4 separate regions of the Mus musculus genome follow, and all the other regions are linked to region 3. A link is a contact called in public HiChIP or PLAC-seq and capture Hi-C data. All regions are on one chromosome and are shown on one strand. Each heading gives the region's core, a stretch centred on a gene start, on an enhancer-like site or on the middle of the called end of the contact. The rest is flanking DNA. Distances are from core to core; before and after follow the strand shown. Region 1 holds the start of Ptchd3 (patched domain containing 3). Region 2 holds the start of B3gntl1 (UDP-GlcNAc:betaGal beta-1,3-N-acetylglucosaminyltransferase-like 1). Region 3 holds the start of Rab40b (Rab40B, member RAS oncogene family). Region 4 holds the start of Metrnl (meteorin, glial cell differentiation regulator-like).

Region 1 (2,700 bases), core at 142-2,641, 440 kb after region 3:
TTATATTTATAGTAAGTCTTTAAAGCACTAGAGCTGGACAGATATTAACCTTCTAAACTATTAGTATCTACTTTCCTATAAATAACCCCTAGTTATAACTTGCATGTTTCATCTGGGCCACTCTTAACTCCAATTGTCCAGCCCTCCTAGCCATGTTTTCATGACTCACCTACCCCATGGTATCTTCTCCTCTCTCCCTCTTCTCTCTCTTTTCTCTTTGTGGTCTCCTCAGACCCCCAAGCCCAGAACCAAAGCCTTATCTACCACTCTTCTACCCAGCTTAAGCAAAAGTGATAGGTAACTCCTCTTAACACATCCACTGCTGCCATGTGGTAGAACAGCTGTGATGACCCACAGGAGATCTTAGCCTACAGTTATGGCAACAAAATCAACAAAAATATACAGAAGATACCTAGTTCTGAATGTAATTGGGTTGTTAACTGGATCTCTGAAGGAATTTCACAAAACCCTCCCCTGACTCTCCCTGATACTCCAACCTTTCCCAGCTTCGTGTAGGCAAGTACTAACTCTAAGAAGCACGATGTTGACGGAGGGTGGGTCTTTTGGGGGATATAGCTGTCTGTGGGTTGCCCCTGCTCCTGTAAGTAATCCTAATAGCTTAATACTCATTAAATTTATTTTAAAAATGGAGGGAGCAGCATCTTTAATCTGTTAGGCCTTTCCTACTTTGGGGTGAAGAAACATGCAGGATGGGCATGGTAATTCAGCAAATGACCAAAGAACTTATCTTCTGCTGTGGTGAAAGCAACTCATTCTGTTTCGTAGACTCTACAAACACACAAGCAACACATTTAGAGGAAACTTTGTTAAGTAGTCTTAACCAGTCTCCAATAAACACTATCTGGTTGCAGTCATTTTACTTGGCTTCCGAGGAAATAACTGGAAGCAACCATCTAAACGCTTCCTTCTTTGGATGCTAACTCATAATGGTCCCCAAATCTGTCTTGGTGCACTTTTCATTTAGATTGGGAACTGTGTAAACTTTAGATTGATAGATAACTGTTTAAGTAGTATAAGCAGTTTTTCCTCTAAGAAATACTTACGTTCCTCTGGTTTGGCATTTAAATTTGTTAGCAAAACTAGATATAATAATCCTCAGCCTCGGGGTTCTGACCGTCTAGTAGGGACACATGACAACAAAGTAAATGTGAAGTTGTCCCAGCCACTGGGCCGCCAAAGTAGAAAGGTTAAATTTATGCTCCCACTGAGAGCTTTGGTAAGTACAGGGGTAGAGGGAATGCGCCATAGGCGGAGCGTGAGGAGATGCTCTGTGCCAAGGACGGATCTGGTACTAACTCTGACCCTGGAACAGATCTGCACCAGGAGGGCGCCTCGCCCACGTGCTCCCAACCGTCGCCTCCGCATCCGGGCACAGGAGCAACCAACGGTCCTGGGTCCTGAACCGTTGGGGTGAAAACAGCTCTGCAGCAGCTCCTCTGAACAGCTGTGGGCAACATGATCTCCTCCAAGGTGGCGCCCGGAGAGGAGGAGCAGGGGGAGTCACCGTCCAAGGTGGAGCTCGGAGAGGCGGAGGAGCAGCGGGAGGCACCGTTGGAAGGCCAACTGGAAGCCGTGCCACTTGATGAGGCGGGCCCTAGCTGGACCACCGGGCCGCCACTGGAGCGCTTGCCACCGCTGGGTCAGGAGGCACCTCCGCCGCGTCGCTGCCACACCAACTGCTTGGAAGCACCGCTGTCGCGGGGCTTCCAACGCTTTGGCGCCACAGTGGGCGCGAACCCCTGGCTGTTTTTGCTCGGGCCTGCACTGCTGACGGCCTCCCTGGGCACCGGTCTCATTTTCCTACCCAAGGAAAAGGAGAACCTGGAGGAGCAGTACACACCGATTGGCAGCCCAGCCAAGGCAGAGCGGCGTTTTGTGCAGGGTCATTTCAGTACCAATGACACTTACCGCTTCTCTGCCTCCAGGACCAGCTCCGAGACCAACTTTGCATCCATCTTGGTGGTGTCCCTCGCCAACTCACTGCTGGAGCCAGAAATATTCAAAGAGGTGAGCAAGCTGGACCAGGCGGTGCAGGCGCTGAAAGTTGTCCAGGAAAATGGAACGCAGATTCTATACCAAGAGGTGTGTGCCAAGTACAAGACGCTGTGCGTGCCGCCCAACCCTCTGCTGTTTTCCTGGCAGCATAACTCGTCGTTGAACCTGTCGGACCTCACCTTCCCTATCCACAACACGCCCACCCAGCTCATCTACTTAGCGGGCTTCTTTGGGGGAAATGTTTTGGGTCAAATGACTGGAAAAAGTCAACGACTCGTGGAGTCCCGAGCAATGAGACTACTGTACTACCTCAAGACGGAGGACCCCGAAGACAGTGAACGTAGCCAGGCATGGCTGACTCACTTTCTTGACCATTTTAATGACATGAAGAGCAGTCTGACCCTGGAAGAGATAGAGGTATTCTGGAGGTTAGGGTTTGCAAGGGGGGCCACTAAGGGCAGAGACAAAGTGACCTTTGCATTTAAGCTGGGAATGCTGTACTGTGCTTAGAGTGAAAACCTATTGGAACACAGATGGCGCCAGAGATCATAAATGTGTTGGCATCTTTCTGGTCTCTACACAAATCCTGTGTCTGTAATTCCATTTCGTATAGAAACTGATTTTCACATTTGCTGTAGGGTTTGGTTTTCTAATTAAGTCACTTGAAAATTACTTCTTTTAGTG
Region 2 (2,700 bases), core at 162-2,661, 280 kb after region 3:
GCCCTTAATCTTTATTCAACACTTGAATTCTGGCACCCTCACTTTTTCTCAGGGAATCTCACAAAGCCAAAGTTCCTAAAGTAGTATGGAATAAAATCACTGAAACCTGATAACCAAAGGAACCAGGAACTGCCTCAATTTTATATGATATAGTAAGTAGTAAAGAACAGCCAAGAAATTAACAGTTGGCCTCACCCCCCCACCCTGAATTAATGTGAAAAAATAAAACTGGACATGTTTCTGAGCAGGAAAACCAATAGGCTAGGTAGATGTGAACATATACATACATATATGTACATGTTACAAAGCTATATATAACACAAAGGCTATATAATCTCTACAGACAAGGTCTACATATAATATAGGCAATATCTACATAAATCACTGTAGAGGCCATCTATGTATAGTGTACTTTAAATTACTGAATCTGAACACGGTTATAAGAATCTTATAAAGGAGTGTTGAAGACACCGTCCTTTACAAATGAAGCGCTCTTTGAGGAGCTGATGATCCCAAAGTGGCATTCTATCCTGTTTGTGTTTATTCTGAAAACATGTTGCTTAAAGGCTTTTTATTTGTTATTTATTTGAGCTATTGGGGATTGAACCCAGGGTGTTTCACATGCATGTCAGAGTTACACCCCAGTCCTCTGGACTTACTTTGTAAAGGAAAGAACTTTCTTAATTTTCTCAAGACCTACAAGATTTTAACTGAAAAGGGGTGTTATGACTCATATTTGTTATCAGTAAGTGTGGCTCGGACGCTGGAGGGTTTCAAGGTTATCCTCAGCTGTATGTGCTGCAGGCCAGCCAGAGCTACAGACCTCACAACTTTAAAAAAAAAGATATAAATTTCTGACAAAGGCCTTGATTTACCGGTTTCCAATTTCAATAAGACTGGCATGAAAAATACAATCACTTGGCGCAATGCCTGTGAACCACACTTAATGCACCCTGGCCTGAGACATCTAACCCACCTGCTAGGTATTAAGATAGGTGTGGCATGCTGGCGAGCAGGGATATGGCGGGAGGGGCGCTAGTAGGTGTGCAGGTTAGTGTACGGTATGAGCTCGGACACATGTCTACCTCGAAACGGAATGGTGGGAACCCTCCAAGCTGAGGTTCCCGAACCCGTGGCAGCGTACAGCGGCTGCGAGCCGGAGACAAGATGACTACCGTGGAGGGAGAAACAGCAACAGAAGAAGGCACAAGAGGGCGGGACCGCGTCTCACCCGGCCATACCTACCACTAGGGCCAGCGAGCCGCGCGTTGTGGCGTTCTCGGAGACCTCCATCGCGCGGCTCCACTGCCCTTTTCCTGCAATCGCAGTCCTGCCTAGGAGGCCAACGCATGCACAGCAAGCTCCAGGAGGCGATGCACAGACTGGACCGCTTCCGATTGGTGCAGAGCCACGTGGCTCGCTAGGGACTTACGGGTATGGGAGGGCTGTTAGGGGAACAGCCACGTTCTATTGGTGTAGAGACACGTCAGTCAGTAAGGGAAGGCGGTCCTTCGAGCAGAATGCTCAGGGAGGCGGCCCGTCGGTGTTCTCTGGATGGTGGAGCGGGAGGGGCGAGCCGCCGTTCTCGGCGGGAGCAGCTCGGGCGAGGGGTTCCGGGGTGGCCAGAGCTGAGTGTGTGGGCGGGGCCTGGCCGAGCAAAGGGTTGGGCTTCCGGAGTCCGTGGGCGCCCCTGGCTTTGCGCCTTCGTCCTTCTCACTTGCCTCTGTGGCTTCTTGGCCTGCGGAAGTCCTCCTGCCCCACCTGACGGAAATAATCGCAAACTGAAGTCCGCAGCCAAACTAACGTTATAAAAAAACTTAAGAACGGGGGGAACTTGTGGGGGGACGCCACCCTGTGCAAGTAGGTGGTTACTTAAAAATCCCACCGCAGGTTGGGCCTATGTAACTTTAAAAAGGAAAATGCCAGTAAGCTTAAAGCAGGCGACATTTCATCAGAATCTTGTTTGGTCTGACTGCTCCAGACAAGGAGGAAGGACCCCCTCCTGGAGGAAGGTTCTGGGTCTGGACTGGGTCTGTCTGGAGTGAGCCAAAGGTAGATAGTTCTCATGGACCCAAGGCCCTCGTGTGGCCTGCATTAGGACACATGACGCTTGGTCAACGCCAGATAGTTGAGTTCCTATGCTACACAGAGATTCATTGTCCCGGGGGATACTGGGGAAGGAAGTGTTCTATGAACTGTGGGAGTCCCAAAGTTAGGCATCCCACAGAACCAAAAGGTTTCACTAAATTACTTCCAAAGGACGGGTGACAACCTCTGAGCTGCGTGGAACCCAGATATTGATAAAACACCTGATTACTTAATGTAGATAACCCATGTACATTTTGTTTCGTTAGTGCTTTTCTAACTTAATGCTTGTGTCTGCAGTTTCTCCAAATGGTCATCCTACAACTAGAAATATATTTTAAGATGGCATATTTTGGTCATCCACACCCTCCATTTGTGAGGGGTGACACTGAGGTCACCCACTGGCCTTGGCACCAAGCAGCCCTCAAGAGTTTCCACACTTAAAAATAGCAGGAGATGGGTGGAAGAGATGGCTCAACGGATAAAGACAGTTGCTGCCAAGCCTTAGAACCCGACTTTGAGCCCTGGGACCCATGTGGTATCAAGGAGAGAACCTACTCCCACAAGTTATCCTCTGACCTCCGAACATATAGGGTATGGTGCACAACCCCACAC
Region 3 (2,700 bases), core at 106-2,605:
AGTGGGCCTTGCTCAAGCCAACCAGCAGCAAGTCTGCTCACATGTCATCCACATCTTTCTCTCTGCCCACATCAGTCATTTACTGTGGGACTCACGTCCCCTTTGGGGGCTTGTTAAACGTTTTACTCTTTTGCCTCTGCTGAAGCCTGGGTGTTTCATTGAGCACCAGGACCTGAAGACAGCCCTGTCTTCAGTCACGCCCTTGTTCTCGCAGTAATGCTGTCCAACAGAGCTTTGTCCTAAAGGAAAGGTCTAAATCTGTGCGGTCCAACCTGGTAGTTAAATGGCATTGGACCACACAGTTTTAGGGCCTTGCCTTGTGGCATTGCCAGGGGGCTGGAGATGCAGGAAGCAGTCTGCAAGCCCAAAGAACAGAGGGTGGCAGGCCTCAGGGCAGGGTCTGTATTAGAAAGGTGTGTTGAAACCCCCACAACAACACAATAGGCATTCACTGAAGTCTGTGCACAGCCACAGTCAAAGGGATGGATCACTACGTGACTATTCTTGGATGTTCTGCTCAGGATTCTGCCACTCTGTCTCCTTCCTCTGGGGTGCAAGATCTTAAACTTCAGGCTTCTAGGACACTCACTGCTCACTGCCCTGGAGCCTGAGACGCTCTGGTCTCACCCGTGTCCAGTCTCCTGGACTCCAGTCTCTTAGTTGGGTTCCTTCCTACACCCTAGCCAATTCTACAGGGTCACTTAGATTCCTCTTCCTCCTCTTGGAAGTCCTGTCCACTAGGACACAGAGCTTAGTGCTTGGAATCAAAGGCTGGAGTCTAGTCTTGCTACTCTCTGCTTGCAGTTCCACGCACCAAAAGGTCATAGCCTCAGAGACTGTGGTCTCAGACCTCAGCTCCGTGGACCGCTGTCTCTCTGCCCACGCCTCCTGTAATCCCACACACTTCTCCGAACACGTAGCTAGCACCTGCGATGTCCCTCGACGACCACCCTGAGCTGCTTTGCGGACTCCGTCCACAGAGCGCAGTCTTCCCCAGCATGCGGTTCCTAGCCCTGCCCAGCCGCTCCCGGGACCCACGCTGGAGAGGCCGCTCGCACCGACACCCCAGCGCTGCGCCTCCGGGTGCTGCAGCCGCGCTCACCCGCCGGGTGGCCGTAAGGAGACTCGGCTGCTCCGTCCTGCAAGCTGGCCAGGATCTCTCCCTTGCCCACGTCGCTGTCGCCCACCAACAGGAACTTAAGTAGAAAATCGTAGGCCCGCACCGGGCTGCCCAGGGAGCTCATCATGCCGGCCCAGCCACCCCGCCCATACCGGCCCAAGGCTGCGCGCAGGCGGCGGAGGGTCCCCGAGCGCCGCGGGCCCCTCGAACGCTCCACCGGTCGGGGGAGCTTGACAGCTGAAGAGCCCCGCCCACCTTACCTTGCCATTGGCGAGCCTCAGTTGCTGAGGTATATACACATGCTCATTGGTTAGCAAGCTCGCCCATCTATTTCTTTACGCCTCCGCACCACGCCCACCGCCTCTCCTGGGAGGACTTGTTGCCTAAGCCAATGGAGGTCCGAAGGCCGAGCCAGAAGAAACCGAAGGGGGGGGGAGAGGTTTGCTCCTGCAAACCAATGGAAGAATGGCATAGAGAGGAGGGGCGTGGTCAGTGTTTACTCCCTCCCCTGTATCAGTGCGTAACAGGAGTTGGCTCCAGATTGGTGTGGGAAGTGTTGAATCCCTGCCTGGAAACGAGAATTTGTCCCACAGCTCCACAGAGCTTTGAATGCTAGCGTGAGAGCTTAGCATGTTCATGTGTTCATGTAGGCATCAGATGTAACTAAAGTTACAGGTAGTTGTGAGTTTCAGCACCAAGTGGACACATGGACAAGTGCACCTCTAAAGGTGTCTGCTAGTGGGTGCCTCGAGGTCTCCACGGGTTTCTGTCCATGCATGTCAGTGTGAGTGTGTGTGTGTGTGTGTGCATCGTGTGCCTGTGAGGTTGTTGTCAGAGAGCACATGACGGGGACCTGTCTGTCTCTGATCTCTTTTACCCCAAGGGAGCAGTGAATCTGCTCTCTGTTCAGGAGCACCTCACCAGTGGGAACTAAGTTATTTAGAGTAATCATAGTTTAGCATCCCCGCTACCTACATCTTTATACAACCTGAAGTGGAAGCACCTCTTGCAATCGTGCCTCCTCTCTGTTAAGAAGGATACATTTCCGGATGGAAAAGAAAAAGCAGTGGATGAAAATTACGAAAGCATTTGTGAACATTGTTCTAAGCGCCACAGCTGTGCTGTGATTCAGGACAAGGCCGGTTTGGCTCAGAACAGGCTGGTCTTGGAGCAAGGTGACCGCTGCCTCCCTGCAGGAACACTATCCTTTCAAAGAGTTGACTATAATAAGCTCTAATTACAAGATATGGCTGCCAGTCTAGAATAGGTAATTGAGATAGGGTTTTTCGAGACAGGGTTTCCCTGAGTAGCCCTTTCTGTCCTGAAACTGGCTTTGTAGATCAGGCTGGTCTTGAGATCTGCCTGCCTCTGCCTCCTGAGTGTGGTATTAAAGACATCGGCCACCACTACCCAGCTAGAATGGATGGTCTCGCTGAGCCATTTTTGACTCAGAATACTATCTTTGACTCAAGATTACACTGTTGCTAACCAAGAATACCTGAGCTGTAATTATTTCAGAGGACCATGACATGGCAACAATCGCCCACACAGAAAAACCTTCCTTAGAGAGAGCGCTTTAG
Region 4 (2,700 bases), core at 74-2,573, 310 kb after region 3:
CAGCTGTTTAGTGGCCTCAAAGCCACAGGTGGTGCTGGCTCTTCCTCTTGAAGACATAAATTTGTCCCTCTTACTCTCAGTATGGTTGCCACCTAATAAATAAACTGCATTTCTAGGCCTTTCCTCATGCATAGAGGGTACTCTGGAATCCCTTGTTTCCTCCTGACCTATCCAGGCCAGTTTCGTCCATCATTTGATACTGTTTGGGGCTTTGAAGTGAAGAAAGATTGCCTCATCACCTTCTCCCTGTTTTGTTTGTTTGTTTGTTTGTTTTTTAAATCAAGCTCCAGGCCAGAGAATGTGTCCCTCCACCTCCCTATTTCTGCCCTGCTCCTGTGTAGCTCCCCCACTAGATGTTAGGATCACCATGATCTCCATGCGACGCCCCTTCATGGCCAGACTGGGCTCTCAGATGGTTATTTTTTTGTTTCTGTTGGAAGGATATTTGGAGACAATTGGATCTGTCAAACTCGGGATGGGAGATACTATTGAAGTATAGAATGGGTCCCAAGATGAAATGACGATAAAGCTCCACACTGCCCAAGGTAGGTTTCACTGTAAAGAAGCATCCAGCCTAAAACCTCAGCTTCAAGATGACAAAGTGAATATTAAACAAGAGACCACAGGACACTTGAAAGTGTGGCCTGGGGACTGATTGCACACCTGAGGCCTTTCTATGGGATGGATGTTCCAGAGTCTCGAATAACCTCGTAGAAGCTGCCAGTGCTTACTAATGGCAGAGTCTCAGTCTCTCTCTGATATTCTCTCTCTCTCTCTCTCTCTCCTCCCTCCCAAGGCAAATTTTGAGCTGGGGAACAGAAAGAGAGGGTGCCAGGAACCCCAAGAAGCCACCGCTCTTGAGTTGTGAGCATCACAATAGTCCTTGTGCACTGGAGGCCACTCAGGCTGTCTAAAAGATGGTGTCTAGCTGCTGGAAGGAGCTCAGATTTCTTCACTTCGTGCATAATAGTGCAGTTCCCCCAGGCCCAAACTCTTCCATCCCCATCCCTACAGCTTCTTCGTCCCAGCCCCAGCCCTCCTCCCTGACCTTGTTCCCGTTCTTTGCAAAGTCGTTTGTCCCACTCCGAGCTGCACTTTCCCTTGTCCTGTGCGGCGAGATGCTGCCCACTGAGTATCTGCGGCGTGACACCAGGGCGTTCCAGGCTAGAGCTGGCAGGACACAGATCTGTGAGCTGGCGCACGGGGCGGAACTGCTGGCCCGGGCCGAAGGCCAGGCGGGGGCGGAGCTCGGCCGAGGGCGGGGTGGCTTCACGGTTCCGCCCCCCAGCTGAGCCAGACCACGGTCCGGGAACTTGCCAGCTCAGAGGTTCTAGGGGCAGCCGGCGCGCTTCTCTAGTTGCAGCTTGGGCGGCTCCTGTGGTGGGCGGCTAGGGGCGAGCCGGGATGGGCTATAGACGCGCGACGTGATCAGTTCGCACGCGGACCCACGCCTCCCATCGCTCTGCCTCAAGAGCCTATTCTGTGGGTGCAGGCACGCACCGGACGCAGACCCGGCCGGAGCATGCGGGGTGCGGTGTGGGCGGCCCGGAGGCGCGCGGGGCAGCAGTGGCCTCGGTCCCCGGGCCCTGGGCCGGGTCCGCCCCCGCCGCCACCGCTGCTGTTGCTGCTACTACTGCTGCTGGGCGGCGCGAGCGCTCAGTACTCCAGCGACCTGTGCAGCTGGAAGGGGAGGTGAGTCTTGCGGGTGATTCCAGCGTGGACTCCCTGGACCTGGACCGGAGCCCTCGGCAGCGAGTGGCAGAGCTTGCGGGGTAGGGACAGCTATGCTGGCCAAGTCCGGTGACCCCCGCCCTAGCTCTGGTTTCAGAACAAAAGAGTTGGTGGCATCTGGGTCCCAGCTCGGAAGACGCCCACTCTCCGCGCGCGTAATACTGCCCTAGTGGGTTTCCTGGGCTCCATAGGCTGCATGTTTGGTCCTCCCAACGGTTGGGATTTCTGATTCTTGGGAAAGGGTTGGGATTGTGCTCATCTAGAGGGACAGCTGTGGCGTGGAGAGCGTGGGGTCCAAACGAGACCCGTATCGGCTGCAGACCGTATCTTTGGGGCAAAGAGATGGGGTCGACACCTGTCTGCGGCCAAATGCAGTAGGGTAGAGCCCTGAGCCCGCTTGGTGAAGGTCAAGCCGCCCTTGGCAGCAGGGCACAGGGTTCCTGTGACACTTCTCTCTCGTCCCCATCAGCAGTGACAGCGGAGGACTTTTTGCTGTTGTTTTAACTGAAGTGTGACGTATGGAAAGAAGCACAAGTCACAAGTGTGCGCGGGCGGGGTGCCTGAGGAGTCGTAGCTACTTTGGACACTGAGAACGCGCCAGGCACAGCGGCCGGCCCCCTCTCTTTGCAGAGCCAGTTTTTTACAGCTGCAAGTTGCCAATTCAGCGGTTTGCATAGCGCGCTGCGCTGATGCGGGTCTCCTGAAAACGTGGGCTGGGACGGCGGTGGGGGTCTGATGTAGCTCATCCCAGGGGCAGGGCGCTTGCGCAGGCCTGGGGAGGTACACGATCTCGTCTGAAGCACAGACTCCAGTGAAGGGGGCTCATGGGGCAATGCGTGCGGTGGGTGATTTTGGTCAAGAGGGTTTTCTGAGAAAGGTGGATGTTGGGCAGTGCCCGGATCTGCGTAAGCAGGGCATCAATGATTATCTTGTACACTTACAGTGCCTGACTTTCTGAGAAAACCACAG

Evidence for each region. HiChIP or PLAC-seq counts read pairs in DNA pulled down with a chosen protein or histone mark. Capture Hi-C pulls out chosen DNA fragments and counts their contacts.
Region 1: a contact with region 3 is called in an H3K4me3 HiChIP or PLAC-seq map of embryonic stem cells, with 14 read pairs. The contact joins the promoter of Ptchd3 here to the promoter of Rab40b in region 3. A contact is called at or near these places in 5 of 39 promoter capture datasets (cranial neural crest, embryonic stem cells, stem cell-derived epiblast-like cells and 1 more), 1 of 15 datasets of contacts at CTCF or cohesin (large pre-B cells), 2 of 484 Hi-C or Micro-C datasets (both in embryonic stem cells), 7 of 115 datasets of contacts at active chromatin or transcription factors (astrocytes, bone marrow-derived macrophages, embryonic stem cells and 3 more) and 5 of 9 other capture datasets (adipose tissue, embryonic stem cells, liver and 2 more).
Region 2: a capture Hi-C map of embryonic stem cells shows a contact between it and region 3, with 3 times the contacts expected there. The contact joins the promoter of B3gntl1 here to the promoter of Rab40b in region 3. A contact is called at or near these places in 2 of 39 promoter capture datasets (cranial neural crest and neural stem cells), 1 of 484 Hi-C or Micro-C datasets (embryonic stem cells) and 2 of 9 other capture datasets (adipose tissue and embryonic stem cells).
Region 4: a contact with region 3 is called in an H3K4me3 HiChIP or PLAC-seq map of embryonic stem cells, with 2.4 times the contacts expected there. The contact joins the promoter of Metrnl here to the promoter of Rab40b in region 3. A contact is called at or near these places in 5 of 39 promoter capture datasets (the C10 cell line, the HPC-7 cell line, cranial neural crest and 2 more), 1 of 484 Hi-C or Micro-C datasets (the G1E-ER4 cell line), 4 of 115 datasets of contacts at active chromatin or transcription factors (astrocytes, embryonic stem cells, pancreatic cancer cells and 1 more) and 2 of 9 other capture datasets (embryonic stem cells and liver).

Annotation. Positions count from the first base shown.
Region 1 is chr11:121,828,827-121,831,526 of GRCm38.p6, forward strand. Ptchd3 (patched domain containing 3) reads left to right here and starts at 1,392. Exons shown (of 4, transcript NM_029049.1): 1 at 1,392-2,433. The coding sequence starts at 1,477.
Region 2 is chr11:121,671,740-121,674,439 of GRCm38.p6, forward strand. B3gntl1 (UDP-GlcNAc:betaGal beta-1,3-N-acetylglucosaminyltransferase-like 1) reads right to left here and starts at 1,412. Exons shown (of 13, transcript NM_178664.5): 1 at 1,246-1,412. The coding sequence starts at 1,293.
Region 3 is chr11:121,386,896-121,389,595 of GRCm38.p6, forward strand. Rab40b (Rab40B, member RAS oncogene family) reads right to left here and starts at 1,356. Exons shown (of 6, transcript NM_139147.3): 1 at 1,103-1,356. The coding sequence starts at 1,247. Mir7236 (microRNA 7236) reads right to left here and starts at 309; the gene lies at 250-309.
Region 4 is chr11:121,701,104-121,703,803 of GRCm38.p6, forward strand. Metrnl (meteorin, glial cell differentiation regulator-like) reads left to right here and starts at 1,324. Exons shown (of 4, transcript NM_144797.3): 1 at 1,324-1,692. The coding sequence starts at 1,523.